Linked DNA regions of Gossypium arboreum: region 2 is linked to region 1. Evidence: chromatin contacts called from public Hi-C data. All regions are on one chromosome and are shown on one strand. The core of a region is the stretch at or near the end of the contact, and the rest is flanking DNA. Distances in the headings are between cores, read along the strand shown. Region 1 holds the start of LOC108453864. Region 2 holds the start of LOC108487474 (histidine-containing phosphotransfer protein 1-like).

Region 1 (2,871 bases), core at 154-2,653:
TGCCTGCCTTAGATTTTAGAGAACACTAGTCAAGAGTCAAAAGATCATGAACCATTAAAATCATAAAGTTCTTATAAATAGTTTTTTTATTTCCTATTGGATTGGTTATCTAGCAACTAGTATAAGTTGTGAGGCTCATATTCACGTGTTTATTGTATGTACCTAGCTAATTAAACTTGGTTCTTTTACTTGCAACAAATGGTCATTAGCGCCTTTTAAGTGCAGATCACTTCTTCCTATTATCCATTATACGAAAGCCAAAGTTAAACTAGGGGTTTCCTCTCCATGGTGTTTCTTGACTGTTGTCTAGATTTTGTTGCTTATGTCCAACTTGTGGTCCTTGTGGAATCAAAAGGAGGATGTTGAACATGTTTCACTTGTCTTTGAAGTGGATACTAGCCTTTCTCTTAAGTTATTTAGGCAACCTGTTTGTTAGCCTGTTGGTCTTATTAACTATGTTTTGTTCCCACAATTCTTTTTTCTTGAAGTAGTCATGTTTGACACCCGTATTTGATGCAACATAGGGATACTGGTGTGGGACATGACCTTCTAAGGATCCATTAAATATGTTAAAAATTTAGGAAAAAATGAATATACCATTCCTGTTCTGAGTAACATAGCTTTTTAATATGCGACCTTGCGCAGTTTGGGCAGGTTTTTCAGAGAGAATCCGTGATGGAAACAAGTTTGTTGTGGCTGAGAAACCTTTAAAACAGTTGAGCCGAAAATACTGCACAGAAACAGATGATCGTATCATTGAGGAGCGAAAATCAAGAAGGGAAAGTGCTTCCAATGGATTCTTTGAGGATGGAAAAAATGGTGTATCTTCTTCCAACCTTTTGGATTCATTGTTCCCTGATGAGTGATTGAAGGATTTAAATATAGATTTGATCCTGCAAACCATACAACGTTCACCACTAAAGATTAAAGGTAATTTGGTTCAATGGTCCAACCTATTGAAAATTGTTGTTAACATGTGGCAAACAGATTCTACCTAACCATGGACCAAAATGAAGTTTGATTATTGAAGGAAGTTCCTCTGTGAATCCATGGAAAAGTTTGCAAAGGGACCCCTTTTCAGAGTGGCAATAATTGAATTTTGTGTTAATTGCTTTGATTAAAGCATCTTCTGTAATTGTAATGGTATTTTCACATTATTGTTTTGTACTTTACAATAATTGTTTCTTTTTTTCTTGGGATATTTTTGTTTACATACGAAGTCAACAAGATGCAATATAAAAGTTGCCTTATGACCCCAAAACCAAGGATTAAAAACTCATGGGGTGGTTCATTTTCAGTGGATAGCTAACAAATTAAGACCAGACATGGCTATGTGTAACACGTGCATTTTCTGCCCTAGTTTGATCGCGTTTTCATTTGTGATTGGCAAGTCTCTTTTGCATTTAAATTAAGCTTAATGTCTGATATGAGTATGTGTGTTTGATACAAGCATACCCAATATTTTCTTTTGATTTTACAGTGCATATTAATCTGAATATGTTTGATCCGAATATGTATTAGACCTGTTGGTACAAATTTCAACAAAAGAAGAGTTAGGGAGGAGAATGTACTAGTGTTATAGATCTTTTATTTGATATTTATAGGATTTACTTGTTTGGTAGCGGTGATGTGTCTGTTATTTATGGGTGATACTTCTTGTTTGGTAGTAGTGATATTTTTTTGAGGAAGTATGAGATTGTTATGCTTGGATAGTGGCCCTAGTGGTTTTTCAGGAGAGTGTTTACACTGAAAAATGGATCGTTAGATGAGAGGGTAACTTGATGAAAGGGGATGTTGGGATGTTCAAGGGGATGTTGGGATGTTCTCTCTCACAATGAGTGGTCTTCATAGCGCAGATAGTTTTGGGAGGCTGAACGGTCGAGGGCAGTTCAGCTGGCGGGAGGTGAAAAATTGTCTTCAGGTATTCATTTAGTACCTTTTGAAAGTGACACGTGTTCAGTCTAAATGGCAGTATAACAACACCAATCAAAAACAAAGACAAAGACAAGAACCTTGGTTTGATATCATTGGTAGCAGTTAGTTTAGGTTGGCGTGTTGTTGAAGGAGATCAACAATCTTAGCGCGAATTTTCAACTCCCGCCACACTACTTGAGGGGGCAGTTGAGGGTCTTTTGTCCTTTTAGCTACTTTTTTTTTCAAGTCTTTGCAATTTGCACCCACATTTCCACTTCTCTCCAATGCAGACCAGGAAGATTCAACAGTTCTTTTGCAGTAATCAAGGGTCTTCCATGTTGAAGGTTTTGAGAAGAAAACTATGGAATCTTTGCTCAAGAATTCAGTGGCTGATGCGCAAGCGACCGAGGCCGAAGGTTATCATCCGGAGATTGGGGAGGTTGAACTCCAAAGTTCATAGAAAAGGCGACATTGGAACGAAAGGTTCTGACATTGATTTGTTTGGCAACTTGGGATTTTGTAATCCCCAAAGGCCGATAAGAATTGCAACGTTTAATGTTGCTATGTTCTCTCTTGCACCTGCCATTTCGGAAGCTGAGGAAGCCGGTTTATTTAGCTACAGAGACGATGATTTTCTTGGATTCAAAGCACCGTTTGAGTTCGACGTTCATAACAAGTCTCCGAATTGTTATCCCAAGAGTATACTCAAGCAATCTCCCTTGCATGATTCCCACAACCAAAACAAGCTCTCGAGATCAAACCTCAAGGTTTCAATCAACCTTCCTGATAATGAGATATCTTTGGCACAGAGTAAAATTCTCAGCTTCATCGAAGACGTAAACGAGGGCTCATCAGACACGATCACCGGCCGAATCAATCGGAGGAATGTCATTATGAGATCCCCAGTTTGTTTGCCTTCAAATATGATCAAATTCTGGAACGAAGGTGGCTCGAAAA
Region 2 (2,938 bases), core at 279-2,778, 280 kb after region 1:
TCAAACAAAATGTTGGCCTATTTCCATGTAAAATTCATAATAATAATAAGATGATGCTCTTAGGGATTGAGGAAGCGAGTAGCCACATTTAGCATGTTAAATGGCTTGAAATTTTGTTGATTTAATCTCAAAATCCTAATAAAAAATCTCTCTAATCTTCATTTATTATCGTCGAATGGATACTTAAATTCAATATGTTCCTCTTCTAAACAAGACTTTCTTTCCAACCTTTTAAATTGAATTTCTATCGCTTGAAACTTTCTAACTAACTTTTAACTTGATTTGGTATGTTTGAGTCTATCTTTTTTTGATATTTTTATTATCTTTTCTTTGTTTTTGTAAGTGATATTTGGGGCTTGCTAAAGCAATAAACTTTCGTTTTTTTTTTATATATATTTTTGTTTGCTTTGGATGTGGTAATATTTGTTTGTTGGTTCAAGGGAAGGTTTATGAATGGTTTAGTTGTGGATTTTCTTGGTTTACGGTTTTGACTGAAGGGGAAATATGGTGAGTACATTAATGATGTGAGGCTGTTGAGCTGGTTGGTTTAAATGTGAGGGCATGGGGTTAACAGTGGCTTTGCTAGGGTTTGGGCTTGAGTTATTGTTGATATTGTTTGGACTATTAGGTTAGAGAGTAATGGTATGAAGATTGAGTGACCAAAGTGTAAATTTGTAAAGTTATGAATTGTTGAAAAATAAACTTATAATTTTTTGAAATTAAATGACTAAATTATAAACTTACTTATAATTAAGTGACTAAATTATAAATTTACCAGTCTCACATTTGACATTCGTTACCAACTTAACTACCAATAATATACTCACAAATTTATAATTTTTTTAGAAAATGATTAGAATGTAGCTTTATTAGTAATTATTGTTTTTAATTTTCAAGCATATATAATTGGTATATATATTTTCATGATAAATTAAATCTTTATAGGGACACTTTTGATAAAGATAATCTTTATAGAGACACTCAAAATCTACATCTCGGAAAAATAGTTTAGAAAAGTCAAATTTATTATGGATAACATAACTGTCAATAATTTAATTGTGGAAATTCCTAACGTTTCTCATCAACAAATTTATGGGGTCATTATGATATTTTATTATGATAAAATTAAAATGGAAATGTAATCCAGTTATTTATAGCAATAATTTGATGCTACAATAAGTTAATAAATAATAAACATTTAAAATTAAGATATGACAAGTCAGCATGCTATGTCTTTTAAAATATATAAATAATTTCTATACACAGTATACTAATATTTAATTTTTGATAAAGAAATATAAAAAAACAAATAATAATTTCTATACTAATTTAAATTAAAACGCAGTCATTGATAGTAATTTTATAAAATAAAAATTTGTCCTTTTCCTTTTTATGAATAAATAATTTATAATTGAAATATAAAAATTATATTGTAATGATAAATAAAACTTATTTTTAATAAAAGTATATATTGTGATGTGTTGGCAACATAAAAAGGAAATTAACCATAAAATTTCCATTCGTGTTTAAATAATTTAGAAGAGAGAGAGAGAGAGAGAGCAAAATAAAGGAGGGAGTATGATTTTGTAATAGAAAACTGAAAACAGTAATAGCTCAAAAGAAAATAGAGCCAAAGGGTATAACATTAAATTCACATCAAATCCTTTTCAAAGGTTTGCAAAAAAGCATTTATACCCTTTTCTTGGGCCTTTTTTTGTTCTTTATTTTTGTGCTATTATTGCATTTCATTTCATCCCTAAACATCTAAATTTAAGCCACAAGCTTTGAGGTTTTGACCTTTTGTTGGGTCATTAGCTTTGATTAGTGGGAAAAGTTCTTTGTATGTGCAGAGAGAACAAAGGCTAAAGAGAATGGAAGTGGGTCAGATGCAGAGAAGATTGGTGGACTACACAAAATCCTTGTTTATGGAGGTAAAATCCCATTAAAAAAATCAACTTCAAATGTACAAATCTATTAACAAAAATCTCGTTTTTCTTTTGTCCTTGTTTTCTTCTTCTTGTTTTGGTATGTTTGGTTTTTCCTTACTTTTGTACCTTTTTATTTTTTTTGTTGGGACAAGGGTTTCTTGGATGCTCAGTTTTTGCAGCTTCAACAGCTTCAAGATGAGAGCAACCCAGATTTTGTTGTTGAAGTTGTGTCTCTTTTCTTTGATGATTCAGAGAAACTTCTTAATGATCTCACCATGGCTTTGTAAGAAACTCACCTTTTCCTTTTGTTTTCTGCCATGGATGTTTTTTTTTTCTTCATTAAACATGTCTTTTTTCTTATACAGAGATCAGCCAAGTGTAGATTTCAAAAAAGTTGATGCTCATGTTCATCAATTGAAGGGTAGCAGTTCCAGGTTCAAAGCCTTAGAACAATATGATCCCATAGTTTCATTACAAAAGTTGACTAAACTTGTTAGATCTAACCATTCTAGAAAAACAAGGCTAAAAAACATGAAAAATGAACAAAATCTTGAAATGTTCAAGTTGTTTGATTAAACAATCAATTGTTCTTTGTGTGTGTGTGTCAACAGCATTGGTGCACAGAGAGTTAAAAATGCTTGCATTGCTTTTCGTAGCTTCTGCGAGGAGCAGAACATCGATGCGTGAGTCTCTTTACTTCACTCTAGTTTTTCGTTTTATCATATATTATAGATTTCGATACGATGTTCTTGAAAACATTGCAGGACACTGAGATGTCTTCAACAAGTGAAACAAGAGTATTACCTTGTGAAGAACAAGCTTGAAACTATGCTCAGGGTTAGTGCACTAGTTTTTTGCTTAAAGGAAATAGTTGTACTTAAGTTATAAAACCACTTTTTCTTATGCTTTTCTTTTCCCGGTTAACGCAGTTAGAGCAGCAAATCGTGGCGGCTGGTGGGTCGATTCCGATGATTGAACTGGGTTTTTGAGGACCATAAACATGAAGGGGG

Evidence for each region. Hi-C and Micro-C count contacts between places; a contact is called where the count stands out from the background.
Region 2: a contact with region 1 is called in a Hi-C map of leaf, with 4 times the contacts expected there. The contact joins the promoter of LOC108487474 here to the promoter of LOC108453864 in region 1. A contact is called at or near these places in 2 of 5 Hi-C or Micro-C datasets (both in leaf).

Annotation. Positions count from the first base shown.
Region 1 is chr10:100,283,323-100,286,193 of ASM2569848v2, forward strand. It overlaps LOC108453864, which reads left to right and starts at 1,404. Exons shown (of 3, transcript XM_017752238.2): 1 at 1,404-2,871. The coding sequence starts at 2,199. LOC108453990 reads left to right here. Exons shown (of 4, transcript XM_053020664.1): 4 at 646-1,261. The coding sequence ends at 866.
Region 2 is chr10:100,567,383-100,570,320 of ASM2569848v2, forward strand. It overlaps LOC108487474 (histidine-containing phosphotransfer protein 1-like), which reads left to right and starts at 1,529. Exons shown (of 6, transcript XM_017791828.2): 1 at 1,529-1,931; 2 at 2,081-2,211; 3 at 2,294-2,362; 4 at 2,540-2,611; 5 at 2,693-2,765; 6 at 2,858-2,938. The coding sequence starts at 1,872. The coding sequence ends at 2,917.